5 separate regions of the Mus musculus genome follow, and regions 1, 2, 4 and 5 are each linked to region 3. A link is a contact called in public HiChIP or PLAC-seq and promoter capture Hi-C data. All regions are on one chromosome and are shown on one strand. The core of a region is the stretch at or near the end of the contact, and the rest is flanking DNA. Distances in the headings are between cores, read along the strand shown.

Region 1 (5,686 bases), core at 1,583-4,082, 860 kb after region 3:
AGTTCTAGTCCAGCCTGAGCTACTAGTGAGATCCCATTTCAGAAACAAAACATAGAGCCAACAATGTTTGAGTGTGTTTCCTCTCCTCTAAGCCTAATCTTTTGAGGCTTCTCCCATGGCTTCCAAGGCCCACCCCTTTCAGATGTTTGATCTCAGAACCTTGCTCCTTGAGAGAGAGGAAGAGGATTCATGGACAGGAACTGTGAGTCTCATGCTGTAAATGGCTGCTAGCTCTCAAAGCAGGAACCCGCTAGTGACGCGTGTACAGTGGATACCCCTGTGCACAGGAAGCACAGAGCTTCCAAGCAGAAGGACCTAGACCTCAAGAAAGCAGTGTGAACCCAATTGGTTCACAGGGGTAATGGAGGCCAGGCAGCCTGCTCAGTTGTCACGGGTGGCTCAGGAAAGGTGAGAATCAGAAAATGGCTTTCTCCGACTCCGTGGTCCCACATGGCCTCAGTTGTGAACTTTATTTTGATTAGGTTGTAAAATACGTCTTGGGGAGATACTGAGGTTGGACAGGATGTGCCTTTGTCTTCAGAAAGACTACAGCCCAGCGGGTGTATGGATGTTCACAGCTGATCAAGCTCTCAGCTCCACTAGTCTGAATGAAACTCTGCTTTCATTGTAAACCAAGCTTTCCCATCCACATGACTATTCAATTACCTTTTCCTGCCCCAGAACCGTATTGTTTTCAGGACTACAACCTAATAGAATGTTTTGTGATATCTGGGGGAGGAAGTCCTTTTCTCTCCCCTTTTTGGTGATGGAGATGTGAACCGGGCCCCATACACGTTAAGGCTTTACGAAATGACTTGCTTTTCTCTAAGAACATCTTGGCTGTTCTTCAGGAGATGTTACAGATGGGTTAGTGGCTTTGTTTTGTTTCTTTCTTTCTTAAGACAAGGTCCCCTGTAGCCCAGGCTGGCTCTGAACTCCCCTTGTAGCCAAGGATGACCTTACACTTCCAAGCCTCCTGTCTCCACTCTTACTCCTGAATGCTGTGATTATAGACAATACCAACATATCCTGTTTAGTTGGTGCATGCCAGGATGCTCTCTGTTAACTGAGCTACATTCTCACCCCCAGACATACTTCAAGCAATAATTAAAAGGCAGTTTAATTAAGTGAGACTCTATAGATTTCTACCAAATAAAACTTGGGATATTCTTGGCAAGTCAGTAGCATTTATGAGGTACTTATTATATGCCAAGGGCTCTCCTTTCCTTCTTTATTTTTTAAAAGATTTATGTGTATGAATGTTTCACTTGCATGCATATGTGTACCACATTTGTGCCTGGTGATCAGGGGAGTCAGATGAGGGTGTGGAATTAGGTGGAGTTCCCACGTGGGTTCTAGGAATTGAACCTGGTCCTTCGAAAGAGCAACAAGTGCTCTTAACCTCTGAGCCATCTCTCCAACCCTACCAAGGGTTTTCTTAAAATTTGTAATTTTTTTTCTTGTTTTTTTGAGACAGGATTTCTCTGTGTAGCTCTGGTAGTAGATCTCTGTGTAGAATAGGCTGGCTTCGAACTAAGAGATTTGCTGGGATTAAAGCTATGGGCCACCATGCCTGGCTTAAAACTTGTAAACTCTTTTTTTTTTTTTTTTTTTTTTTCCGAGACAGGGTTTCTCTGTATAGCCCTGGCTGTCCTGGAACTCACTTTGTAGACAAGGCTGACCTCGAACTCAGAAATCCGCCTGCCTCTGCCTCCCAAGTGCTGGGATTAAAGGCGTGCGCCACCACATCCGGCTAAAACTTGCAAACTCTTAACGTAGTATACATAACAGGTACAACAGGGCATTAATCATATGTGTATAACTCAAGGAGCGCGCGCGCGCACACACACACACACACACACACACACACACACACACACCTGTAACCATTACCAAGCACCGGAAAGGTTCCATTCTGTCTCTTCCCAGTCAGCAGCCACATGCGCAGAGACAAGCAGCATTCGGACTTCTACCCGGAGAACTCTTGAATTAGCTTCTGAGCAACACCCTGCGCATGCTAAGCACTCCAAGGAGCCCGGCTCTCAGTCCCTGCCCTTGGAGTGCACAAAGCTGAGATGTTTTATCAGGCAAAAAAAAAAAAAAGGAAAGCAGGTGCGGGTATCTCAGCAACTGATATTAAGGCTCAAGGGAAGGAGGGGAGGGGTCAGACAGAGACAAGGACTGTGAGTCCCATTGCGTTTCGGGGCCAGGGATGGTCCGATAGAGGAAGATATTACACTGGACTCTGATGGATGAACAGGGATTTGTGTATAGAAGAGGAGACATGCTTTGAGTCGAAGCCACATTTCACCAGAGTCTTGTGGATTCTGAGAATGAAGGCATCACCCCGAGCTCGTGAAGCCACAAAAATTCTATTTGAATACATTTTAGCTGGCATTTGAGTTGGGAGTTTAAAATGCCTAGAAGAGGCGATTAAGTAAAAGGTCATATTACAAAATAAGACAGGAGAGGTTTGGGCTCCAAGGGCGGAGCCAGAACTTCACCAGGGGAGGAGCAGGGGGCCATCGACTTCAGCCAGGGACAGAAAAGTTTTCCGGAGTCACTTTTTGAGACGCAGGACGCAGGATCTGCGGCTCAGACCACGTAGACGCCTAGGATTCGAAGGATTTCCCCGCGTGGACCTCCGCGGACATCAGTCAGCCAGCTTGCTTAGCTGCGCAGCTTTGCGGAGCAGCCTCGCAGGGCTGAATGCTTTATGTCCGAATCGACCAATGGGCTGGCGGCACCCGGTTGCCCTGGCTACGGAGCAGGCAGGGGCGGGGCCAGGGCACCGGGGCGGGGCTAGGGCGGGGCTTATATAAGCGAGCGGCGGGCGCAAGGCGGGGCGTGGGGTCGGTGGCTGCTGGGCGCGCGGGGCGCAGGCCGCGGGGCCGGAGCCGGGGGGAGCGAGCGAGCGGAGGCGCCGAGGATCCGATTCACTCGCTGGGGAGACCTATGGGCCGAAGCCGTGTAAATGCGTTTTAAGGCGAGTGCAGGAGATGGCTGGGGGGGAGCCTCGGGGAGCGGGCGTCCTCGGCTTTGGGCGCTGACCCTTCCCCCGGCCCCCCTTGCCTCCTCTCAGCAGGGGCCTCGGCTCCGCAATTGCCACTCCTCCTCGGGGTGTTGCACAAGTTTCGAGGTCACCGGCGACCCCCCCTAGCAGCGCGCCTGGCTCTGGCCCCCGCGAAGGAGGACGGGGCTTGGTAAGGAGGCCTGGGGTTGGGGTGCGGGACCCCCGCCCTGCACTTGAGAGAGCCGTCCCGCGGACAGAACCCACCCGTGGCTCATAGAGCATTCTTAGTGTGTCAGGACCAACCTTTTATAAATGGGGAAACTGACCCAAGGTCATGAAGCAGAGAGCCGACTCGAACTCAAGCTCACGGGTTTTGTTTTTTTTTTTTTTGGCCCTTTAGGTAGGTGTAGTCTGGACTGGAGAAATCCTTCAATTGGAAGGAGACTTCCCCAACTAGGTTTCTCAGATCTGTCCCCACATTTTTTTTCTTCCAATTTCAAATTTCAGAACTGGAAAAGAACTCCAAACCAATCCCATTTAACAGATGGGGGTAATTGAGGCTCTAGCAGACATAACTTCACCATTCCCAGCGAACCTCGGCTTCTCAGGCTTGGGCAAGGGCACAGAACATGACTGGGCAGGGACCGTAGGCCTGGGGAGGTGAGGGATGCAGCCTGTTCCCCAGCGGTTTCCTCCATCTCCCTCTCCCCACAGTGTGTTGCATACTTTCTAAGGCGGTGGCCAAGGCAGCCAGCGGTGCTCCAAGGCAGCGGTTTCCTCCAGCCCCTGGGCTCCTCCTGCTCAGCATGGCTGGCTATCTGAGTGAATCGGACTTTGTGATGGTGGAGGAGGGCTTCAGCACCCGGGATCTGCTGGAGGAGCTCACTCTGGGGGCCTCCCAGGCCACCTCGGTGAGGGGATGGAAATGGGTGTGGGTTGGTTGCCTGTCCTCTTCTCTGTAGGAGACCTCCCATTCTCTCGGTATTGGTATTTGTTTACTTGATATTTACTAGATTGTCCCCTTTATCTCCAATTCTTGGTCCTTGCCCCCACATCTGCCCTCCCTGTGTTTCCTGACTTGAGAAAAGAACAGTATCTCCACCTTCACGGTCTCCCCAGCACTCCAGGTGGGAACTTCGGAGTACCTGCCTTTTGCGCTCTCCCCTTCTACACTCAGGCATACCCAGCTCCAGGAACTTCACGGGAGAACCTCCCTTGTGGTTGGTCCTCTTCTCTCCGAAGCCCCCAGGACCTTCTCCTGTTTCTCCCACCTGCTGCAAGTCTCCGGAACAGAATCCCACAACAGCTCCCCACTGCCCCAGGACCCCCAGCCGCACTTCCGGCTTCATGCTCAGGCTTGCGCTCTGCTCAGTTAGAGCAGAGTCGCTGTGTATGTGAGGTGCTGTTTCACTGGGCCTTTGCTGGGCTTGTCTTCAGGGTTCCCTCCCTCTACGGTTGCCTTTTTCCTGATTTGCTTCTGGCTGGCTCTGTATTCTCTGCCTCCAGGGCCACTCACTTATTCTGTAGAGTCCCATATAGCATTTATTAAAGGGACTTGTAACTACTTAAGGGCGGTTTCTCTCCAGATCCAAGCCCTTTCAAGGTCTTTGGCCTCTGCCTCAATTATTATGTTGGACAACACCGAATGGGTATCCATTAAAAAAAAAAAAAAGAAGTTGCAGGAAGAGGAAAATGAGTCCCAGGAAGGGTTTACCACAGCCTCAACCATGTCTGTGAGGATCAGGCATGGCTTGCAAGTGGGAAGAGCACTTGCATGACATTGGCAGTGGGCTGTACGCCACGGTATCTGCCTTTTGTGGAGCAGATAGCTGTATATATAGGTCTGCTGCTTTAAAAGGACATGCAGAATGCAGCCAGAGCATTAAATGTTATGGGTTAAAACCTATTTTGCATAACACATATATTTTATATATAACTATGTATAACCATACATATATATGTGTATGTATGTATATATGTATTTATAAGTGTGGGGGTAGCATTTAGGGTGAATGACAGGAAATTGAGAACCTGCCAGACCTGGCAGGGGGCATGGTGGGAACACAGGAGGCTTGGGATGGGAAAGAGTAGACAGTCTGTATAGTTGGCATTAGCTGGACTGAGAGGAGGGACTGACTAGAGCTGGTCACACACAGCCTTAAGTGTCAGCCCTAGATTGCCTTCCGTCCTGGAGGACATGGGAGCCTCAGAAAGCTACAGCAGGGTGCTGGTGTCCGGTCTCCGGAAGGACTGTGGACAGCCAGCAGGCACAGGGAGGGAGCTGGGTCTCACATCCGTTCGCCTCTTGCTGTGCAGGGCAAGGTGGCTGCCTTCTTCGTGGCCGACCTGGGTGCTGTAGTGAGGAAGCACTTCTGCTTTCTGAAGCACCTGCCTCGAGTCCGGCCTTTTTATGCTGTCGGGTGCAACAGCAGCCTGGGCGTGCTGAAGGTTCTAGCCGAACTGGGGCTGGGCTTCAGCTGTGCCAACAAGGTGAGCCCCCCGTCCCTACCGCACGCGTAGCCTCGATGCTTGCCAAATGTGGCCCTTCTGGTGTTGGGGACTCCAGGGAACAGGAGGGACCTGTACTTGACCACGACCTTCTGGGAAGGACACCTACTCAAGAGAAGAGGAGGCTCCAGGGAGGAAGACATGGGTGGAACTTGTCAACTCTGA
Region 2 (5,743 bases), core at 2,585-5,084, 540 kb before region 3:
AGAACACTGGATGCCTTGGAACTGTATTACAGATAGTTGTGATGTCAGGTGCTGGGAACTGAACTTAGGTCTTCCGAAAGAGCAGTAAATAGTCTTTTTTGTTGTTGTTGTTCTTTTGCTTTATAAATAGTTGATTTTTATTTTATGTATACTGGTGATTTAACTGCAAATAAGTCTGTGTAAGGGTGTCAGATCACCTGGAAGAGGAGTTATAGATGGTTGTGAGCTGTCATGTGGATGCTGGGAATTGAACTCGGGACCCCTGAAAGAGCAACCAGTGCTCTTAACTGCTGAGCCATCTCTCCAGCTTGTTTTTTTGTTTTTTGTTTTGTTTGTTTGAGGCAGGGTTTCTCTCTGTAGACCTGACTGATCTGGAACTCCCTCGGTAGACCAGGCTGGTTTTGAACTCAGAGGTTCACCCATTAAAGCCAAACTGATGCTCTTGCTAAATCAGCTCAAGGAGTTGTCTCCATGAGGGCTGGAGAGATAGCTCAGCGGTTAAGAGCACTGACTGCTCTTCCAGAGGTCCTGAGATCAATTCCCAGCAACCACTTGGTGGCTCACAACCATCTGTAATGGGATCTGATGTACTTTTCTAGTGTGTGTCTGAAGACAGCTGCAGTGTACTCATATAAATAAAAGATAAATACATCTTTAAAAAATTATATATATGCGCTCTTGGTAGCATGGGCCTATAATTCCAACACTTGGGAGGCAGAGGCAGGAGGATTAGAAATTCATTCTGACTACATAGCCAGTTTAAGGTCAGCCTGGGCTACATGAGCATGACAGAAGGAGAGTAGAGGAGGGGAGGGAGGGGAAGAGAGGAGGAAGGGGGAGGGAAGAAGAGAAAGAGAGCAAAGAAGAATATATAACTCCAACCGAAGCAACCTACTTTCCAATTAGTACATTTCCTTCCTTTTATTTTACACATGCCCTGCTTTAGCATGACTATAGTTTAACTTGGCAATTTAGACTGATGTCTGAGGATTTCTATGGCACTCAAAATTAAAGAGATCATTATTAGCAGAGAGCTGTATGTAACTCCAGTTCAAAATTGTGCCTTACGTATTAGCCGGTCAAATCCTGCAGAAGCCAGGGTGGATCCATTGGGGTGAAACTTGCAGCAGTACACTTCCCCCTCATGTCCCGAGAGCAGCATGATTGGAGCTTGAAGGGAAGAACACCTGGGCGGTCCCTAAACCAAAGACAAGTGTGAGGCAGCCATTGTCCACAGGCAAAGGAAAGCTGGGGCAGCGCATCTCATCTGGGTCAGGGATAGCACAGATCTCACCTGGGTCAGCGATAGTACCCCTGCTCACAGAACTCTCTGACAATCCCTTGGACAGTCCAGCATATGCCCAATGCGCTTTTTTCTCCCTAAGGCTGTCTCTGTTCCACAGACGACTTCTGACTGCTTGATCATGTTGAATCCACTTATGCTTCAGAATCTTAACATAGAAAGATGTCTTTCACAAGAGACCTTCCTTATTTTGTATCTTTTAAATATTTCCTCCTCAGAGTCTGTCTTTCATCACTCAAACTAACCTACTTTGAGTGAGGTACCTCCCCACACCAGTATTCCACTAGCTCCAGGGCAGGCGGTCAAAGCCCCATCACTACCTGAATTTCCCTTTCTTGCCTTTCTTTTTCCCCAAAGAGATGAAGCTCTGGGAGTACAGGTACATTCTTCATTTTAGTCACCATTTTCCTGTCTCAAGTTCACCCAGCTAGCCTTTGAAAAACCTTGTATGGTACAGCTTATTACGCAAAATAGATTTTGGGGGAATGAGCAGGGTCTTAATATGTAGCCCAGGAAGGTCTTAAAATTTTCAGTCCTCCTAAGAACAAGTGTGTATCACTGTGCCAGGCTTAGCAAAGTAGATTTGATTATGATCTTGGAGAATAAACCTAGGCAATCTTACTCATTAAATAAGAACAAGTGTACTACCAATAATCCTGAAATCTCTTTAGCAGATTCCGGCAGACTTACTTATTTTTATTATCATGTACTATCTATAAGCAATGGGTTTCATTTTGATATATCCATAAATGCAAATAATGTACCAAGATCATACTCATCCAACATTTTTATTCAAAAAGTGTCACATGTTGGCTAAAGAGATGGCTCAGTGGTTAAGAGCACTTACTGCTCTTCTAAAGGACCCAAGTCCAGTTCCCAGCATCCACAATGGGCAGCTTTCAAGGGCTGTAACTTTAGGGTCAGAGGATCCAACATTCTTTTCTGGCCACTGAGTTCCCCCTCCCCACATATGAAACACACACACACACACTCACACTCACACACACACACACACTCACACACACACGCCTAAAACAGCACTCAGTAAAACAGTAGACCTTGCATTCTAGTGGAAAGTGAGAGAAAGGCACACAGAGCCACCCAGTGCTGAGTGCCATGGGAAGAAACAGTATGGGTTCCAGATTACAGGACACTCCAACTTGAAACACAGTGGTCAGGAAAGCCCCTCTGAAAACCTGGTGTCTGAGCAAAGATTTGAAAGAGCAAACAGCTGACCATGTGGGCATTTAAAAGAACATTCCAGCAAAAGCACCAAGGAAAGAAAGAACATTATAAGTCGGTGTCTTGAGCCAAGTGACATGCCAGAAAACTGGTAGATGAACAAGGTAAGGAGGGGATTATTACAGAGAATTTGATTTTTAAAAAAACGCACAATAGAAAGCCAACATAATGTTTTCAGCAGAGTATACCATGTGACTTAATATTTCCATGATTCCCCTGGCTACTGGATTAATAACCAATCCTTGGTTCAAAGACAAAAACCAGGAATACTAAATTAAGCTCTACCTGCAGTGATGTCAGATGACATAAAAACAGTTTTAACAAGAAGGTAAAAAAAAAGATCATAGTTACACAGATCTCTTCTCTTCTCTCTTTCAACAGGACTTTGCCATAATAAATAGCCTACACTGGCTTGGAGCCATGGATCTTCTGGATACAAAAAAGTTTGCCTTCCCCATTTGCAAAGTAACAGCTTCTTTCAGTCAGGTACCATGGTTAATGGAAATTTCACACGCAAAACATCCAAGATAACATCCAACGAGTGTTAATTACAATTATAAATGCAGAGAAAGAAAAAAGTTCTACCAGGTAGTAAAGCGAGCTATCATTCATTTCCATTGCCTCCCCTCTCATTCATTCGTCCACTCTGCAAACTTTCCTGAATGTTTCTTTTATGCTAAACCCCTGAAGATTTAGGATGCGGAAGCTTGGGTCTTGATTTTGAGGCCAAGGTTTTAAATGATTCAATGCCACTGAAGGGCTGAAAACAGGCGTCTACTAGGGAAACACGTATGAACCACACAGAGAACACCAGGCACCTTCACAGAAGCCTATTTTAACTTCAGGCTCACTGTCTTTCCGTTCCCTCAGAGGCGACATCATCCGTAGGAAGAGGGGCGGAGGGCCAAAGGCGGGATGACTCCCCACTTACCGCCTGCAGCAATGCCCCTGGAGTCGCCTGCTGCGGCCCCGCTCCGGGGCCGGCTCCTGCCGCTCCCAACAGCAACTCATGTCGCGGCCGCTTGACGGGAACCAGGGGTAGCTCCGGGCCCTTACGCTTCTGCTGCTCGATCATGGCGGCAGCCACTCTCCTCGGCGCCGCCACTAACCGCGCCGCCGACCGGAGGCGCCGCGCAATTGGTTCCAACTGAGTTCTTCCTCCAGAACTTCCGGAGAGGAGCAACCAATTGGCTTCTAACATTTCCTTCTGGAAAGCCCTCTGAATACACTCTTGTGATTGGTCCCATTCTGATGACGTCACGAGAAGGCGACTCTGGGATTGGGTCGCGGAGCTGGCGTTCTCCCCCGCCCCCTCGGGCGCGCAGTGCATCGTGGGTGAGAACGAGCGGAGCAGGTTTGGCGTTCCTAGCTATGAAGCGGCTGTCCTGCTAGGCGCGGACGCGGAGTGAGTGTGTGGGGAATCAGGCGGGTGGCTGTTCCAATCTGGAAGGTGCGAGGTGGTGATAGGCCTGAGCCTGCCCTTTTCAGCTATCAGCCTTAGCAGCATGGGGTGGCAGGAGGTGTCGCCGGAAAGAGAAGTCCCTTGGTAGGCTGGAGCGGAGCTTTGGCATCTCTGGCTCCAGGACTCGAACCCTCAGACGGCTATCCCTTGACAGCTGCTCTGCAGGATGCCAATTCTGCGTCTAGCTCTGTGCTGGCCCGAGTCCTGGCCTCCAGGCTTCAGTGCCGGACTTGGCTGAGGCGGCGGACTTAGTTGTCACTGATTTAGCCGTCTTTTTAAAAGGGCTTTAATTTATGTCCCCGAGACAGCCAGTGATGAGGAAAGTATCAGATGGTTCTTCCGAAGCACAGTTTAGTTGAGAAATCGAACAATCATGCTTGCGTGCCAGGTCTTCTCGAAAGTGGTCCAAATGATATTTATTGTGCAGTGCGTTTGGGGGTCATTCTGAAGAAATATGGTCCTCTACCCCAGAGTGTGGGAAACGTGTTAAACAAATTTGATGTTAAACAAAAACCATTTGATCGGAAGACTACCTAAACAAGCGATGCCTCTTGCTGTGAGTTACTAATATAAACTTGAAGGCTTTTTAAAGGAAAAGACATCTGAGCGGTTCCTATCTGATGGGACGGTTCTAATTAGGGGAAGAGAGGAAGGGAGAACGTTCTGCACAGAACAGCAGGTTCTATCAGTCGGAAAGATGAGGGAGACACAAAGAGCCGGTGTGGGGGGAGAGAGAGAGCGAGAGCGAGAGCGCTAGCTTAAAGTGAATATGGTATGGGATGAACCTGGAAGTCATGAAGATTTGCAGGAAGTTGAAGCTTTTACTTTAAAATTAATAGGAAGCCAGCGATAGTTTTCTCTCTCCTCCAGAATGTGGTGCAAAAGAGGACTTGATCCCTCAGGCTTAATGGTGTGATGAGATTGGAGAAAGATAAGAGGTTTACTGGGAGTAAATAGACCATTTCGGGAGCATGAACAGTAGTTCTGATCAGCAATGCCAGTGAGAACCAAGCTGGAGCTGTGACTGAAGACAGGTTTAACAGTATCTTGAGATAGCAGGGGAGTAAATTGGACAGAATAGATTGGATGATGCTCTTAGTCCCAACACTGGAGGCTGAGACAGGAGGTCTCAAAACCAAAAGCAACAAAACCAAAGCTAGCCTGGGCAACATTGGGATTTTCAACCCATACCAGGCTGCTAGCGTGACACATTGTTTCATCTTCTTTTTTTTTTTCCCCTAAGACAGGGTCTCAATATGTAGCTGGAGCTCCTGAAACTCACTCTATAGACCAGGCTGGCCTTGAACTCAGATCCACCTGTTTCTGCCTCCCCGGTGCATGTATGTATTTGTCCCTTAGGAATGCCCAGTGCTAGCATGTGAACTACGATTGAGTGCTAGAAACTCTAACCCCAAGTCCTTTGTAAGCGTGTCTTAGTTAGGGTTTTATTGCTGTGAACAGACACCATGTCCAAGGCAACTCTTATAAAGCCACCATTTAGTTGGGGCTGGCTTACAGGCTTAGAGGTTTGGTACATTAGTATCAGGGCAGGCATGGTGCAGGAGTAGCTGAGAGTTCCATATCCTCATCTTCTAGATTGAATCTCTCTGGCAGCTAGGAGGAGTGTCAAAGCCCACCCCCACAGTGACTTCCTCCAGCAAGGCCACACCTATCCCAACAAGGCCACACCTCCTAATAGGGCCACTCCCTGGGCCAAGAATATACAAACCATCACA
Region 3 (5,563 bases), core at 2,597-5,096:
TATAATCCGATTTCCTTACTTGTAAAGATGAAAGAGTACCGCTATGAGATTAATGTGATGAATTATTGTTTGCATTTATTTTGCCCATGTTTGTATATGTGCATTTGTGTGGAAGTCATAGCACAACCTGCAGCTGGTTCCCTCCTCCTATCATGAGAGCCCCAACCAAGGATGGCACAAGCACCTTTACCTGTGGAACCATCACCTTGATGGATATAAAGGTTATACTTTGTGATCAGACACATACAGTCCTCTAAAAAGGAAACACTATTTTTAGTGCTGTAACCAAGAACACCAAACTTTAACATATTTTTACAAGCACCTAAAACCACTCTACCTCGACCCTCGTGCTAATTTGCTCTATTACTCTACCACATTAAACTGGGTCCAGATTGCTACTCACTCAAAATCTTACTTAACAATCCCTAACTTCTATTTAGGCATAAATGAAGTTTCAATCTCCAGAGTGAACGTGGAAAAAGTTGTGTGTCATTTCCCTGAAGTTTTCTTTGAGAATGCTTTCTCCAGAGCTTTTACTGAACTCTAACCCCTGATTTCAATAAAAGGTAGAACTGTAATGTAAGACCCTAATGAATTTCAACACTGTCAAAACTGTCCTCAAAGGCTTAGGGTGCAGCTCTGTAGGAGAGTGACAGGAGGCCCTGGGTTCAAAAGAGGTAGAGTGGGAGGTGGACCTAACTGAAAGGGAAAGAAGGAAAGAAAGAGAAGGAGAGAAGAGAGGGAAATACACTGTAACTGCTCACAATTTCCAACCACTATGCGTGGCCCCTTTGACTTTAAGCAACACTTGCAGAAGCATTCCTTTACTGTTTACTCTTCCTTCCTTTATGCCACCAAAGTTAAGTGATGTTGTAAATGGTTTCTGCTATAAACTTGGTTCAAATTAAATATTACTTGACTGACTCATGGAGGGAGTGGTCTGACTTCTGTTCTGAGTCAGAAGATACCCAGTTCAGCAGTTCGGAACTATTTTCTACTGGTAAAGGTGTTCTGAAATGACAGCTTAATCTAGCTACGAAATGTAACATGTTGTCTTAGTAATACTTTTGCATCTGAAGTTCAACTTAGAATTAACGAAGTACTTTCAAGTGAATTTTCTTACATGTGATTTGCCATCTCTTGACTTAATTATCTGCACATCCCAAGAGAAAAACTTTTAAAAAAGTGGTAACTTCAGTTGACTCCTCTGCTCCAATAAATTCCCCCCCAATAACAAACAAAATTCCCAAGCATAAAAGTCTGCTACATTTCTTTAATCAGACTTTCCTCCCAGACACATCCCAGGTGCCTCATAAAAACTGTCTCGAAGCACACACCCTGGGGCCCCAAGACAGTTTCAAGGCACTCTCCTCCTCCCGCATGAAAGCCTAGCTTAGGACCCCACATGCCTCAAGTCAGCATCTCCTCCAACCATCCTCTTGCCTCAAAGGCACTTGTCCTCTCCATTGGCTTCCCCAGCTCTCCTGTGTGCAAACTGCTAGGTCATTCTAAGGATGAGAAATTTCAAAATCAGATATGCTACTGAGAGAATGGTTTGGTATTCTGGAAAAATGACCTTAAACATTTTTAATCCAATTCTTATCATCTGTGTGACCTGGGACAAGCTACTGAACAAAGTGCCTGCTGCCCATGCGTCTCTTATCTCACTAAGTCCAGGGGGCACATCACCAAACCCCCAGTGCCTAGCAAACAAACAGAAGCATCTCAAAAAGCCTGCCAAACAAATGCCAACAAGGCTAACCTCCCCTTCGTGGCGTGATAAATGAATATTAAAGGCACCTGAAGCATAGCAGCACTTATTACTAATCACTCCCACCTCCCAGGAAAAGACAATTCTGCCTCTCAAGCAGGGGATGCCAGTTTCTGAGAGGACACACTAAGAATACACCATTCATTTCTACCCAAGCTTAGTGGGGTCATGCCTGCCATGTTAGCAGCTGGAAAGCTGCAGCAAGAATACCACAAATGTCAGGCCAGCAGTTAAGTTCCAGGCCAGGCTACAGGATGAGACCTGACCTCAAAAGAACTATGATAGATAACTTCATATTGAATTTTGTTGTAATTCTATACCCACTATCACAAAGAACCACCTTTTTTTTTAACTTTCCTTATTCCCAACATTTTTTTGTAGTAGTGTCACTAGGAATTAAACTGAGTTCTTCTTTGTACGAGGCAGTGCTCTACGGCAGAGCTATCCTCAGATCCCTTTTACTATTTTGAACACCCCCCCTCCTTTTTTTTTTTTTTTTTACTATTTTGAGATTTAGGCCTCACAAAGTTTCACAAACTGCCCCTGAAACCTTCCATCCTCTGGCCTCTGATGCCCGAGGAGCTGAGATCACAGACCTCTGCCACCAGGCTCAGTTTTACTCACTTATTTCCAATTACCTTCTATGATTACATCATTAAACAGAAAATCTTTATCAACAGTTCATCTCAAATCCCCAACTCAGCCTACTTATATACCTATACCTTTAACACTTGGGAGAGACTTGAGGCAGGAAGATCAGAGTTCAAAGCCAACCTGTTATGAAGCATTTGAGATGATACCAAATCAAGAACCTATTTGGAACTTCTAAAAGTCCAATAAAACAAATGAAACAAAAGAACTTCTTCTGCATCCCCCATAGAAAAAGTCCATTAACAATTCTTTCCGATCATCCGATCCAAAACTAAGAGTGTCAGGATCAAAAAACGAAGCTCTGATAATGTGAGTTCTTCTATAGTCTTAGTTTCCTCTTGCACACTAACAAGGCTCAACTTCTCTCACTTCCTGTCTGAAACAGCTCAGTAACACAGAGCGGGGAAGCAAGTAAATACCATATACTAATCCAGCAATAGCGACTCCAAACTGAAACATTTGCTGAATGCCTACAATGACGCTAGATTAGTCACTTTATACTTCGTGACAAATCCAAGGGCAGAAACTAAACTATGGCACTTTATCGATATTTATGACCGTTTCTTAGGCGCTTTTCTGCAGAAGGATACGAGAGAGTCACAGATAAAAGATACCGCGGCTTACCTCATTAAATAGCCTTGACCTCAACACTGAGCATTTGCCAAAAAAAAAAAAGTTTACGCTTCCGAATACTTTACCGGCTAAAACTCAGACTCCGGGACAAGAGTCAAGCTTGGATGGTTAGCGCTGGGAAATGGGGGTGGGGAGGATGGCAAAGACATCTCTGGAAATTCATAAATTTACAATACATTTTTACGAAAAGGGGAAAGAACGCCAGAGATCAGCGTCACGGGAGACTCAGACCCTTTTCTCTTACTTGACTGCAACTCAGGGATCCCACGCTTGAGTGAATTAAGTCCCTGGACGCGAAGGGTTCCCTATCAACACAAAGACCAAGGGGCCTCCAGGATGCCTGTGCTCACGCGCCGGACAAACGCAGGCGCACCCCTGCACACCACCTAGTCCGCCACGCTCCTCCTCGTCCCCACTCGCTCTCACCACACCTTCGCCCCCACAAGGACACATGCTGCCCGCACACGCACCTTCTCCCGCATTCTTCTACGCTCTCTCGCTCTCTCGCTCGCTCACCCCACCTCGAGCCGCGCTCCCCGCCCCTGGCCCGGCCCGGCCCTCCTTCCGGGGACGTGTCTCGGGCCTGCTCTAATGGCAGCGGCGCCTCCCGCCCTCCCCTGCCCGAGGCCCGGGCGCCGCGCGGGGCCGCCCGGGAGGGGCGCACTCACGCTGGCAAGCTGGGGACTGGGCATTGAAGGCCGGCGGAGGCGGGAGCGAGGAGGCGCCTCTCTCCTCAGTCACCTCGGCGGCGGCGGCGGCGGCGGGAGCGGCGGCGGCGGCGGCGACGACTCCCCCCCAGCCTCGGCGCGCGACACCCGGCCCGGCCCGGCGGCGGCGGCGGCGGCGCGTGTCCACGAGTCCGTCTTGCTGCTGCTACTGTTGCTGCCGCGACCGCCGCTGTGTTCCCCCCCCGCTGCCGCCGCTGCCCCCGCTACCGCCGCTGCCCGCTGGCGTCGCCTCGCGCCGTGCCCGGCCGCTGCTGCCGCTCCAGCCGCTCCCGGACGAACGACGGTTACAGCCCGGCCGATCGCGCCGCCGCCACCACCGCTGCGCGCGCAGCCGGACCAGCTCCCGCCGCCGCCCCTCAGGGGGCGCTGCGGGGCGCGGCGCGCGCGGCGCAGCCACGCCCTCGGAACCGATGATTGGCTGCCGGCGGCTCGCGGCGGTTGGCCCCACCCACTCTGCCTACAGAGCTTTGACCCACTGCCCTGGGCGCCTCCCGCGCTCCGCCTCCGCGTGGCTTGCTGCGCTCGGCACTGGGGGCGACGGAAGGCGTATACATGTGACCGGCGCGGGGTGGGGGTAGCGGGGTGACGAACGTGGCTGAGGGAAGCGCCCGCCCACTCTGCGACTCGCCCATCCGCACCTGGGTCTAAGTTAGCGCCTCTGGCCACCCAGTGACCCGCAAGGTCGCGGGCGGATTCCGGATCCCGGGAGGCGCCTCGAGCCAGATCCCGCTGGGTCTGGGACTGGGACTGGGCGGCAACCGGGGCCTGAGCTCGGGGATTTCCAGCTCAGAAGTGGGGAACCGAGTACCTTATACTTGGCTGTCCTTCCTGGAGGCCTCGAACATCTCTGCGAAGTCTCTCTGCCCTGCTCCCCAGACCTCTATCGGGCAAGCAACACACAGACTCTTTAGATACGGAAATGCAGAATTAAGGAAAAAGTTTTTTCCTAGGTATTCTCAACTATTAAGCGGAATACTGTCTTCACAGCACAGATACTCTTCAATACTTAAATAAAGTATGAAGAATGGGCGTGATTAAAAAAAAAAGTCTGGCGGTGGTGGCCTATGCCTTTAAACCCAGTTCAAGGCCAGCCTGGTCTACAGAAAGAAAGCACCTCTAGAATTGGAACTGGGAATAGAACTCTGGGAAAAGCTTGCCTTGCATGTGAGGCCCTAAATTCAACTCTTGGGAGCCTCAAAAAAAAAAAAAAGTTTGAGTTGGATTTTAACAGTTTTGAAGATTATCTTAGAGATTCTCTAATGGAAGGAGGTTTTTTGTGTTGTGTTGTTTTGTTTTGTTTTTGTTTGCCTTTTGCTTTTGAAACCTGGCCAGAAGTTATAAGCCAGTTCATGCATCTTGATTTCTTGTTTGGAAAATGTGGTTACCCGGTGAGTTGGGAGGCTGGTTTGGGCTATTGCCAAGTGGAACAGGAAAAGGCTCTGGAGGCTGGCCTGAGAAGTGGGTTAGATTTCCCCAAGATGGGAGTGGGCAGAAAAGTGTATACTCACTATCCCGCACGGAACCCTCGCCCACCCAGGATTGACACTTACAAGGAAATGAGAATGCCCCTGGAGCTATCGCTCCCCAGTGTGTTCATCCTGCCCTTGCCCTGTGAGGAAATGCAGTGGTCAGTGGTCATTAGCCCTTTCCCACGAGGCAGTCCTGGAGCATCGCTCCTCACCAGAAGCTGCCCTTTAGAACTTAGTTTTAAAAAGAAAGATCTAATGACTCAGCCTCCTACAGCCACAGCGCAGAACTCAGGAGGATGGGGTATTTTAGG
Region 4 (5,532 bases), core at 2,142-4,641, 750 kb before region 3:
TGCCTCTTCCTTTGGAGAACTAGGATTGAAGGGCTGTATCAGGAGGCTGTATCCAGGGGCATCTTTTGATAGTCATGAAGCACCTTTCTGTCCTCCCAAGGTCATGCTCAGGAGCTCTCCTAGGCCAAGGGCAGCCCCTGGGAAGTTTCAGAAGAGGGCGGGTCATCCGAAAGATCAAAAGATTAGCAGGTGGACACCTTTAGCCCCGCCCACTTTTCTTCCCTGAGGCCTGGAGATGGGGGTATCTGCAAACCCTTGAGGTAAGAGCTCCTTTTAGAGCTGCCAGGTTGATGAACCGTGAACATGTCAACCCCACGGAGACAGAGCATCCCACACTGAGGACCCCACCCTGGGTACACCTTTTCATTGGCATCCTTTATAATAGAGCCATTCTGCAAGGCTCTGCAAGCCAATCTAGCTAATTACGGAACACAAGGAGGGGGTCATAGGAGCTCCACAGCCTGTCCACTGGCAGGACAAATGGTAGCCAGAGGCTTGGGACTGGCCTCTTGCAGGGGTGCCTGCTTAGGAGACTGAATCCGTCGCCTGTAGGGGTCTGTGCTGAGTCCCAGGTAGTTCAAGCCATAAGTGAATTGAATCATCAGACACCCAGCTGGTTTGAAGAATTGGTTAGTGACAGAGAATGTCCCAGAAGCTATAATTAGTGGCCACGTTCAGCCCTCTGGTGTGAGAGGAGGGGGAGTTCTCAGTCAGATCATGAAAACCTGTTCGTGGGCTGTCAGTTTCTCATCCCCAGAGGGTGAAAGCCACAGGCCCTGCCTAGCCTCAGGTTAGGGTCAAGAGCAAAAGGGACTTCCCAGGACCCTCTTCCCATCCCTGTCTGCTCGACCTCCCTGAAACCTGACCACGACCCCGCCTTCCCACTCAGGAAATGTGGCTGTGCTCTGAGTCATGGCTGTCTTTCCTTTGTGAGTCCTGCTTCAGCCTTTCCTAGTCCTCTGTTAGTCATTCCTCGTGATAAGGATTGCAAGCCCCACCCCCACGCGTGTCATCCCCAGTTCTGAACCCCTTGCCAGAAATGACGGCCTCTGCTTGTCCAGTTGTGTTGGCTCCTTCCAAGAACTTCAAGCTTCAGAACAGAAAGGTGCCCACGGGGACCGACCCAGTGCTGGGAAGCAGCATGTGGCTGGCTACTTTTATGTCAACTTGACCCAGGCTAGAGCCATTTGAGAGGAGGGAACCACAAATGAGAAAATGCCTCCATAAGACTGGGCTGTAGGCAGCCTGCTGAATACTTTCTTAATTAGTGATTGATATGGGAAGGTCCAGTCCATTCCAAGTGAGACCATCCCTGGGCTGATAGTCCTGGGTTCTGTAAGAAAGCAGGCTGAGCAAGCCATGGGGAGCAAGCCAGTGAGCAGACTCCTCCATGGCCTCTGCATCATCCTGTTTGAGTTCCTGTCCTGACTTCCTTCAGTGATGGATTATGGATCAGAACCATAAACTAATAAACATTTTCTTCCTCAACTTGCTTTTGGTCATTGTGTTTTATTCTAGAAATAGTAACCCAAATTAAGACACAGGGTGTATAACATGCATGCTACCCCAGTCTGCTCACAGCCAAAGAGTCCTGCTGTGATCCAAGGCCTGGGGAAGCCAAGGTAAATCACCAAACCGAGTCCTCATACTGCTCACAGGAAGCTAAGAAGGTTCTAGAATGAGCTATCATGGAGGTATCGAAGGCTGGAATGAGCCAGAGAGGGGATTTCCCTGGGTGACCAAGGGTCAAGGAGTGAGGCCTCAACTAAAACACTAAAGATGAAACAGCGTCCACTGCACTGCACATAAGGATCTCAGAGCAGAACAACCTTGGGACTCAGAGATGGCTTTTTGTGAAGACACTTGCTACTGAGTTTGAAGACCTGAGTTTGATCACTGGGACCCACATAGAGGAAGCTAACTCCTACTCATGGTCCTCTGAGAGCCACAGGGTGCTCTAGCATGTGTCAACCTAAACACAGACATACAACATAAATAAATAAAGAACAAACCTAAAAGCAGAGAGGGGCCAGAGGGCGTGGAAGCCTGGGATTTAGTAGGGCAGGATTGAAATAAATGACCTTGGACAGAGGGTAGCTCAGACTTGGAGTGAGGTGGCCAGGCCTTGGGTCTGTGGCATTTGGGACATTCAAGAGCCTGGCAGAGCTGGTCAGAGCCTAGCAGAACCCAGTCACTGTAAGGAGAGAGGCATCATGTGTCCAGTGCTTGGGTCGGTGAGGGCTTCTGAGCACACTGTCAGCATGGAAGAGAGAACTGACATGGGCTCACCCGAAGCCTCCAGGGGATCCAGTGGGGACCGGGCTGGCGCTTCCTTTGTGGGAAACAGGACTCTTTGGAGACTTTGATAAAAGCTGGGTCCCAGTCCCCACGTAAAGTTATGCTCTGGGTATAGAGTCTGGGACAGACTCCAGGAAGCCTAGCTAATCATGGAAACTGGCTGGACACAGCTGCCATTCCCTAACAGTGGCTGAGAAGAGTCCCCACTGTTATCCCAGTTGCTTTTTGGTGGTGTGTGCGTGTGTGCATGTGCTTGTGTGTGTGTTTAGTGTGCGATGGTTGATTCTGGGAATACCTGGGGGGCCTTTTGTTTTGTCACTGTTGAGAGTACTAGGATCAAATCCAGGGCTTTTCTATCCACTTGTCTTGCGTGTTTTAAAACGCGTTTATCTGGAATTTGGGAGGCTGAAGCAGGAGGATCTCTGAGAAGCCAAACTGGGGACCGGACTATTCCGGTCCCTGAGCTATGAAGAGTCAAGAGAACGGAAGACCGCTTCAAGCGCACTCTGGCTTTCATAAACCCAAGATATACCAGGTTCTGAAGGAAAGACAGAAAGAAGAAAATGTGGCCGGGAAACCAGGAGGGCTGGCGAGCTGGGCTGAAAACTCAAATGAAAATAAAGGGCAAAGTTGGAACTCCAGGGTAGGGTGGCTCCAACTCCCTCAGCTGGCCAAGCTAAGGGCTACTGTTGGGTTTACAGGACTGCATCCAAGAGACTTTTTTCCTACTTTGCCCCTGAGGCCCCTGGGCGGGGGTGGTCCAGAGAGGTAATGTGATCTGCCCAAGGTGACACGGCTAAGGAACAGCAGTCTGGACGCGACCCAGAGCTGCCAGCGCGCAGGACCCGCACTCTTCCACTTCGCTCCACGCCCCTCCCCTCCCCCGCCCCCTCGCTCTTCCGCCCCTCCCTCGCCTCCCTCCGGGGTGGCGGCCGAGCCACGTGGTGGGCCGGGAAGCGGCGGCTGCCGAGCGCCCGGGCGGCTGCCCCAGCTGGGCAGTGCTGCACCGCGCCGCGCTCGGTGCCTGCGGGGGCCGCTGCGCGCTGGCCGGCGCCGCGGGCGGGAGGTGTGCCGACGGCCGGCCGCAGACAAAGGAGGCGCGGCGGAGCCCGCGCGGACCGGGCGCACCATGCACTTGGGGTGCGGCCGGCCGGCCGCGGCTCTGGAGACCCGGCCCTAGTCGCCGGCCCCACCGCCCCGGGGCGCCATCGAGACGACGCGGCCCCGCGCGGCGCGAGGAGGAGCCATGGGCAAGTGCAGCGGCCGCTGCACGCTGGTCGCCTTCTGCTGCCTGCAGCTGGTGAGCCGCGCGGAGCGGGGTGGGGCGGCGGCGGTGCGTGGGCGCCACCCGGGGTGCGGGGTGGCCGGGCGGAGTCTGCCCCGCGCGGGCCGGCTTGTCCCTTTGTGTGCGCTCCTCGCCTCAGCCCCGCGCTCGCGCGCACGGTCCAACGCTCCCGGGTTGCACGCGTCGGTTCGCAATGGGTGCGTGGGCTCCCGCTGGGGGGCTGCGCCCCAGGACTGTGGCTCCCTTGGGGCTGGGGGTGTGTCCGAGGCTGGTCTGTGTACTCGGAGAGGTCCCTGCCCGAATGTTCCCCTCCAGATCGCTGATTCCGTGGGTACCTCATCCCTCTGGGCTCCGCCCCTGTGAGCGTTTCTCACAAAGTCTCTTTCTGCTCCTGTATTATGTCTCTGGAATGTTTTTAGATCTCTGGCCATTTCTGCTTCTTGTTTGGGTGGTGGGACCTGAGACTCTTTGAGAACCCTCGGCCGTCCTTTGTGCTGCTTTCCTGCCTCCCAGCACCCTCCTGACTGGGTGGCCAGGGATGGAGAACTACCTCCTTGAGGGGGGTGATCAGGAATTGATGTATCACGGGCCAGCCTAACCTGGCAGGCACCGGACTCACTCTGTGGTTCTCTTTAGTCTGACCACCGAGTCCTCCAGCGTCCCATGAGCCATCTGTTCTATCAGCAGCGGGTGAGGTGGGGTCAGGTAAAGAGTTCCCTGGTCCCATTGGATGAGGACACTTGAGTGTCTTGGGAAGAATCAGAGCATCTCGGGGCTCTGTGCTGGCCCCAGTTTGGGGGAAAATGAGGTCTTTAACTGGAGGGCAACAGAGTGAATCCGGAGGCTAAGAGTAGCTGAGGTCCTTGCCTATGTATTGGGAGGGTGATAGAGAAGAGACGGGGGTCTCCTGCCTCCCTTGGAACTGTGTTATGCTTCTACTCAAGACACTGTTGTGTAGGAACTGCTGATAGCATCGGGTCTGTGGAGGAGCCTGGGGCCTCATTCCTATGGGTCCCGTGGTCTGGATCTGCCTTCCGGCCAGCACCTGCTCCTCCCCACAGGTGCGCAGGGTGGTGGGAAGCTTTGAGTGAGATGTGCTGGTGGCCTCTGTCCTCTCACCTTTCCTTGAGTCACCGGCCCTGCGGCGCCTGCTGTTCACAGCATCGTCCTCTTGGGCCATGCTAGAACCTCCTCTCCTCCCACATTGGTGTGTTGGTGTTTTGCCCCTCAGAAGGCCACCTGGTCTGTCAGGCGTCATTCTCAAGGACGGCAGAGGGGCTTAATCACCACCAGGTAGGATGGAAACTCCAAAAGGGCAGAGACAGCTCATTTTGTTCCTGCTAAAACCCCAGCAGCTGGGCAGCCCTTGACACCTCATTAATATTTGTAAACTAAACGAAGAACTGGTTATTTGGCAGATCTGGGCTCACAGTAGAAATATTCTCCGTTTTCTATTTTTAGGACCATAAAAATGCCAAGAAATCTTCAAACTTTTTTTTTTTTAGAGAATTCCTTTTCTTTAATTAAAAAAAAAAAAGGTTTATTTTTAAAAATTTTGTACATCCGTGTCTGTGTGTGTGAGTGCAGGTGCCCACGGCATCCTGAAGAAGCCATCAGGCCCACTGGAGCTGGGGTTACAGGTGGCGTGTGCTTAGACTCTAACTCGGGCCCTCTGTAAGAGCAGAGCGTTCCTAACGGCTGAGCCATCTCCAGCCTCAAGGATGTCTTCCTGGTTTTGTTGGCTTGTTGTGTTTATTGTTCTTGTATGTTTGAGAAATGTTCTAACTCTTCCGTCCAGGCTGGTCTTGAACTTTGAGCCATCCCCCTGCCTCAGTACCCTGAGTGAGGCTGGAGTTTCAAGATGTCTAGCTTAAGTTTTAAACTATATATTTTTGTTTGTTTGTTTTATTTTGTTTCAAGACAGGGTCTCACTATGTAGCCCTGGCTAT
Region 5 (5,279 bases), core at 2,096-4,595, 840 kb before region 3:
TGGAGAACCGTAAAATTCTCTCAAAAAAAAAAAAAAAGACAAAAAAAAAAATCAAACCTGCTTTGGAAATGCCTAATGTAAATCACAACTTCCAATACCCTTCTACCTACCTACCTACCTACCTACCTACACACACACACATACACACACACAAACCAATTAAACCTTACACTGGAATAGTTCTAGCCTTCTAGGCTCTCATGAATAAAATGCTGTCTAGGCTCAAGTACAAACCCAGAAAAGTACAGCTGTTTCATTATCAGCCTCTGCAAAGTACACAGCAGCCTCCCTAGCCCTCCTCACTTGGTTCTTTAAGGACCTCAGTCCATTCATATTTCATAGTACATTTGCTTCTACAAGAGAATCTCCATCTTGCTGTGCATGGTGGTACATGCCTTTAATCCCAGCACTCGGGAGGCAGAGGCAGGCGGATTTCTGAGTTTGAGGCCAGCCTGGTCTACCAAGTGAGTTCCAGGACAGCCAGGGCTACAAAGAGAAACCCTGTCTCAAAAGAGAGAGAGAGAGAGAGAGAGAGAGAGAGAGAGAGAGAGAGACTGACTCTCCATCTCTTTACTTCAGGCCAACTGATGCAACAAAACTCTAGTTTTGCCATCAAACTAACAATCTCTCTGTCAGATTCTAAAGGAAGTTTTTCCCCCATGCCTTGGTTTTTGATAGCTTTTAATCACTAAGTTGAAAGGTATATAGAAAGTTTTAAATTTTCTCAAATCACTACGCTTAAGGTTCCACACCAGTCAAGGCAACAGAGCCTCAATCATCAAGAGGATTCATAAAATAGTAAATGTAGTATTTTCTAACATAAAAGAACTGCGAAAAGTTACCTATGAATTTTCAAATTAAGAAAAAGTTAGCCGTGGTGGCGCACGCCTTTAATCCCAGCACTTGGGAGGCAGAGGCAGTTGAACTCATTTCTGAGTTCCAGGACAGCCAGGACTACACAGAGAAACCCTGTGTGTGTGTTGGGGGGGGGGGGGAGTTTAGCTGGCCAGTGGCTGTGCAGTCAGGAGTCTGAGGCTGAGCCAGATGAACCTCGAGTTCGAGGTCAGCCTGGTCTACAGAGTGAGTTCCAAGATAGCCAGAGCTACACAGAGAAACCCTGTCTCAAAAACTAATAAATAAATAAGCAAATGATAAGAGATTGTCCCTGAAAGCAATCTCATTCTAAAATATAACTGGGGAAGGGTCACTTACAAAAATATTAGAACAAAACAATTGGCCTCTTTAAGGCTGTCTGGAAGCCCTGAGACTTCCTGGTTTACCCAATGAGGCAAGGCAGTTTCTCAAACACGGGAGAGCCTGGCAAGAGGGACAACTGAAAAGTGAGCAAACACCTCAGCACTAACATGTGTCTGAGAGAATTCTGTAACATCTTGGCACTGACAGAACAAAAACTAATAATCTGTCACCTAAGTACCAGAAAACAAGAAACTGATGGTACCTTTTAGGGTCTCTCAACACTCACTAAGAAATTATGTGCAGTATTTAAAATTTGATTTTTTTAAGCAAATGACCTATCGTTTAGAAACAAATATTTTAAGCAATGCAATGAAGTAGCAAGCCTAGTCTAGTACTTCCTAGCTTTCACACTGTCAAGATCACAGTGGAGTTTGTTTTTACTTTTTCTTTTTAATATCACTAATAGTACTTTTCTTTAAACAAAACAGCATGGTTTAATCTATCTCCATTCACTAAGATGCTCAGGGCTGATAGGTGTTTATTTTTACTACACTGAACAAACCTTCTGTGGACATAAATTTATCTTAAAGCAGTTCACAGACTCAAACTAAACAAATCCCAACTTCAAAAAGCTGTGGCCTTAGACAAGATGAACTCAAGCGTGGAAAGACAAAATACTAGAAGTTCAGAATCCAGTATTTCCAAACCTTCAGATAAAGATCCGCAGCCCCTAGTGTTTTACAAAGTTACAATGAGCAAAGGGTCAAAATGGTTTACTAAAAACCCTGAAGGAAGCTGCTTATCTTAAAAGGAGAGCCACATTAGTAACTTTTACACCAAAGCAAACAGCTCAAGCTACAATCCTACCTTCAGAAGTAACTGGCTTTAAAAACTGAACGCCCAAAAGCCCTCATAAATCATCTTAATAATCCCAGTAATTAATGGGGTGAGCAAAATGATCAAGTGTAACGAAGCGTTATCGTAATTTGCACAATGAAAACGAACAATCCTTCAAAGTTATGGTGGGGATAAAGCCTTCTCTGGTCATCTATGTGGGAGTTCCTCGCGATGTGGGAGGGGAGCTCTTGGGAAGAGGGGTGAGCTTCACTGGAGAAAAGTTACTGGAGTGTTCCTCCCTTAACGTGGGAGTGGTACTGACGAGTCAAACAAATGACCCATGTTTACCCACCGCGTTCGTGAGGACCGAAACTGTAGCACTGTGTAGCTATCTACATGTTTGTCCTACTACCTGCTGAAAGCCCCTTGGAGAGGGAAGCACACCAACACAGGGAGGATCAGAGAGGAAGAACACCCCCTCCTCAAGGGGGAGGAAAACACACACAAGCTCTCACAGAAACAAAAGGCCACAAGGAACCCAGGCGCTTAAAAAGCGATCCGAAACTTCCTGATGGTCACCTCTCCATATTTCAAGGCTTGCAAGATCGCCCACTCCCCCACCACCATGGGGGGCTCGCCCGAGGACCGTGGCCCACCGCCCGCTTTCTAAAGCCTTGTATTGTTCCTCCCTCGGCGCTGCCACGGAAGCTCCAGCCAAGTCCAAGGAGCCCGCGGGACCACAGAATCTCCACTCCGCGGCCACAAGAGAGGACCTGGGGCTGCTCAGATCCATCCAAAAAATAAATAAATAAATGCAGGGGAGGAAGGAAAAAAAAAAAAAAAGAAGCCGAGCCGAACGGCAACACCAACCTCTAGGGACTCCCGGCAGGGCCGAACGGAGGCACGGAGCCGCCGGCAGCCGCGGGCGAGCCGGGCCCCGGCCGCGGCCCGCTCCCCACCCCCTCCTCGCGGATAACAATAGGGCCTCGCTGCCGCCTCCCAAACACGTACGAGCGGAGCGAGCGCGGTGCCTCCGCCAGGCCCGGCGGCGTCTCTAAGCCCTTTCTCGCCCCGCCAACCGCTGCCAAACGCCAATACGAGAGGCGCATCGGCTCGCTGGGGGTTCGGAGCACGGTTTGGGGCCACCGGGGCGCGGATACTCACGGGCGGAGCGGTAGGATGAAGATGGATTCCGGCCCCCCGATCTTCGCTCGCCGGCGCTCTCGCTCCCCCTTACCTTTCACTCCGACAACATGGCGGCCCACTGGGGACTGGGCTGACGCGGTGCATCATGGGAGCGGCGCCGGCGCCGGCCCCAGCTCCGGCGGTGGCAGCGGCGTGTGCGGAGCGGGCGGGCGGGCGGGCGGCTCTGGAACAGGTTGCCCGGTTGCCATGCCAACGGCAGGGCCTGTGTGAACTCGGGGAAACTCGCAGGCCACACAACCGCTGTGCCCGCCCGCTGGGGCGAGCGCGCGCCGCCGCCGCGGAGGGAGCGGGGTGGGAGGCACGGGAGCGCGCACGGAGTGCCCGGGCTGCCGTGGGGGGGAGGGGACGCCAACCTGGGGCTGTGCCTGAACCTTGGCACAGCCTGGCCAGTGTCTGGGTTCGAACCCCTTCTAGCCCTCTGGCTCCTGGCCTTTTTGCATCTTTTCCTGCCTCGTTTCCCCAGTGTAACATACAAAAGAAAAGAGCAACAGAACGACCATGCTGATGGAGGGCAGGACCTCAACCTAATTTGCAGGATCTGGAGCGCAATGACAATGGCAGGACCCTTGTTCAAAGGTCATTAGAAATATCAAGATGGAAACTAAGCAAATTAAGCTGAGAACTAGAAGCCAGAGGTGTTTGCAAGCACTCCATTTCAGTTGATTGGTTGGTTGGTTTAAAGATGCATTTGTATGTGATTACACTGTCCTACCTTCAGACATACCAGAAGAGGGTGTCAGATCCCATTACAGATGGTTGTAAGCCACCATGTGGTTGCTGGGAATTGAACTCAGTACCTCTGGAAGAGCAGTCAGTGCTCTTAACCAATGAGCCCTCTCTCCAGCCCTGGTTTGGTTTTTATTGTGACAGGGTCTTTTGTTGTAGCTCTGGCTGGGCTGCTCTCTAACCTACTGAAATCCACCTGTCTCTGCCTTCAAGAACCGTTCAATTTTTTTTTTTTTTTTTTTTTTTTTTTTTAGGTTTTTTAGGCTTTTTAAATTCTTTTTGATTTTTCAAGACAGAGTTTCTCTGTGTAGCCCTGGCTGTTCTGGAACTCCCATTGTAAACCAGGCTGGCCTCAGAACTCACAGAGATATCCCCACCTCTGCCTCCTGAGTATTGGGATTAACAGCCTATGCCACCACCACCTCGCTTTTTTTTTTATTTCTGTTTTTGAGATAGGGTGTCATAGAGCCAGGCTGCCCTCAAACTCACTGTGTAGCTAAGGATTACCTTGACCCCCTGAGCCTACTTCCATACCTTCCTTCTGTTACTACAGACATACCAAATGTAGGACTTCACATATGCCAGGCAACACCCTACCAAACAACTGAGCTACATCCCCCCCCACCAGGTCTCGATATTCAAACTCAAGAACATACTCTATTCAGAAAGCCAGCTTGTAACCAGACCTGAAATTCCTTAACTGAACCTTCATTTCCCACACTGCTAACAATGCTTTGTGAAATCAAGTAGATAATGCATTTAGCTCCATCAGGCCAAGGCCCTGGACAGTACTGAATAGCCATAGTATGCAAGCACACAGGAGGAAGAAAGATGACAGATATGAGAAAATTACACCTTTTAGCTTCTTACCAGACAACTCTGGGCTCCATGCTTTCGTCCTGAGAGCCATAGTTAATTCTTTACTTTCTTTTTTTTTTTTTTTTTTTTTTTGTTTGTCTGGTTGGTTGATTCAGTTTGGTTTTTTTGGTTTCTCAGGACAGGGTTTCTCAGTAAAGACCTGGCTGTCCTAGAACTTGCTCTGTAGAGCAGGCTGGCCTCAAACTCAGTGGTCCAACTGCCTCTGCCTTCCGAGTGCTAAGATTAAAGATGGTCCCACCGCTGTCCCGCTTAGTTTCCTTAGGTTGAACTTCAGCTTCCGTCATCCATTTGGTAAGACTTTAATGCTGGTTTAGCCATAGACAGGAGATATTCGTCTTGAGGACTCACTAGTCAATCAGATGAGGCAATCCCAGCGGAGTAAACATCACCCATCTCTGATCTTGTTAAAGAAATTTACTTTCAAAGGCTCTAAG

The links. Promoter capture Hi-C pulls out the DNA fragments that hold promoters and counts their contacts. HiChIP or PLAC-seq counts read pairs in DNA pulled down with a chosen protein or histone mark.
Region 1: an HNF4G HiChIP or PLAC-seq map of pancreatic cancer cells shows a contact between it and region 3. The contact joins the promoter of Azin2 here to the promoter of Ptp4a2 in region 3. A contact is called at or near these places in 1 of 39 promoter capture datasets (pre-B cells) and 1 of 115 datasets of contacts at active chromatin or transcription factors (pancreatic cancer cells).
Region 2: a promoter capture Hi-C map of pre-B cells shows a contact between it and region 3, with 5 times the contacts expected there. The contact joins the promoter of Zcchc17 here to the promoter of Ptp4a2 in region 3. A contact is called at or near these places in 3 of 39 promoter capture datasets (hippocampal neurons, liver and pre-B cells) and 5 of 115 datasets of contacts at active chromatin or transcription factors (T-cell acute lymphoblastic leukemia, bone marrow-derived macrophages, embryonic stem cells and 2 more).
Region 4: an H3K4me3 HiChIP or PLAC-seq map of stem cell-derived neural progenitor cells shows a contact between it and region 3, with 2.5 times the contacts expected there. The contact joins the promoter of Nkain1 here to the promoter of Ptp4a2 in region 3. A contact is called at or near these places in 2 of 115 datasets of contacts at active chromatin or transcription factors (pancreatic cancer cells and stem cell-derived neural progenitor cells).
Region 5: a contact with region 3 is called in an H3K4me3 HiChIP or PLAC-seq map of bone marrow-derived macrophages, with 3 times the contacts expected there. The contact joins the promoter of Pum1 here to the promoter of Ptp4a2 in region 3. A contact is called at or near these places in 1 of 39 promoter capture datasets (hippocampal neurons) and 5 of 115 datasets of contacts at active chromatin or transcription factors (bone marrow-derived macrophages, cardiomyocytes, embryonic stem cells and 2 more).

The regions. Positions count from the first base shown.
Region 1 is chr4:128,959,601-128,965,286 of GRCm38.p6, reverse strand. Azin2 (antizyme inhibitor 2) reads left to right here and starts at 2,832. Exons shown (of 11, transcript NM_172875.4): 1 at 2,832-2,986; 2 at 3,083-3,203; 3 at 3,728-3,924; 4 at 5,330-5,503. The coding sequence starts at 3,820.
Region 2 is chr4:130,358,083-130,363,825 of GRCm38.p6, reverse strand. It overlaps Zcchc17 (zinc finger, CCHC domain containing 17), which reads left to right and starts at 3,834. Exons shown (of 8, transcript NM_153160.5): 1 at 3,834-3,950. It overlaps Snrnp40 (small nuclear ribonucleoprotein 40 (U5)), which reads right to left and starts at 3,694. Exons shown (of 10, transcript NM_025645.2): 1 at 3,477-3,694; 2 at 1,069-1,198. The coding sequence starts at 3,620.
Region 3 is chr4:129,818,762-129,824,324 of GRCm38.p6, reverse strand. Ptp4a2 (protein tyrosine phosphatase 4a2) reads right to left here and starts at 3,846. Exons shown (of 6, transcript NM_008974.4): 1 at 3,724-3,846.
Region 4 is chr4:130,571,895-130,577,426 of GRCm38.p6, reverse strand. Nkain1 (Na+/K+ transporting ATPase interacting 1) reads left to right here and starts at 3,391. Exons shown (of 7, transcript NM_025998.4): 1 at 3,391-3,598. The coding sequence starts at 3,545.
Region 5 is chr4:130,661,387-130,666,665 of GRCm38.p6, reverse strand. Pum1 (pumilio RNA-binding family member 1) reads right to left here and starts at 3,345. Exons shown (of 22, transcript NM_030722.3): 1 at 3,199-3,345.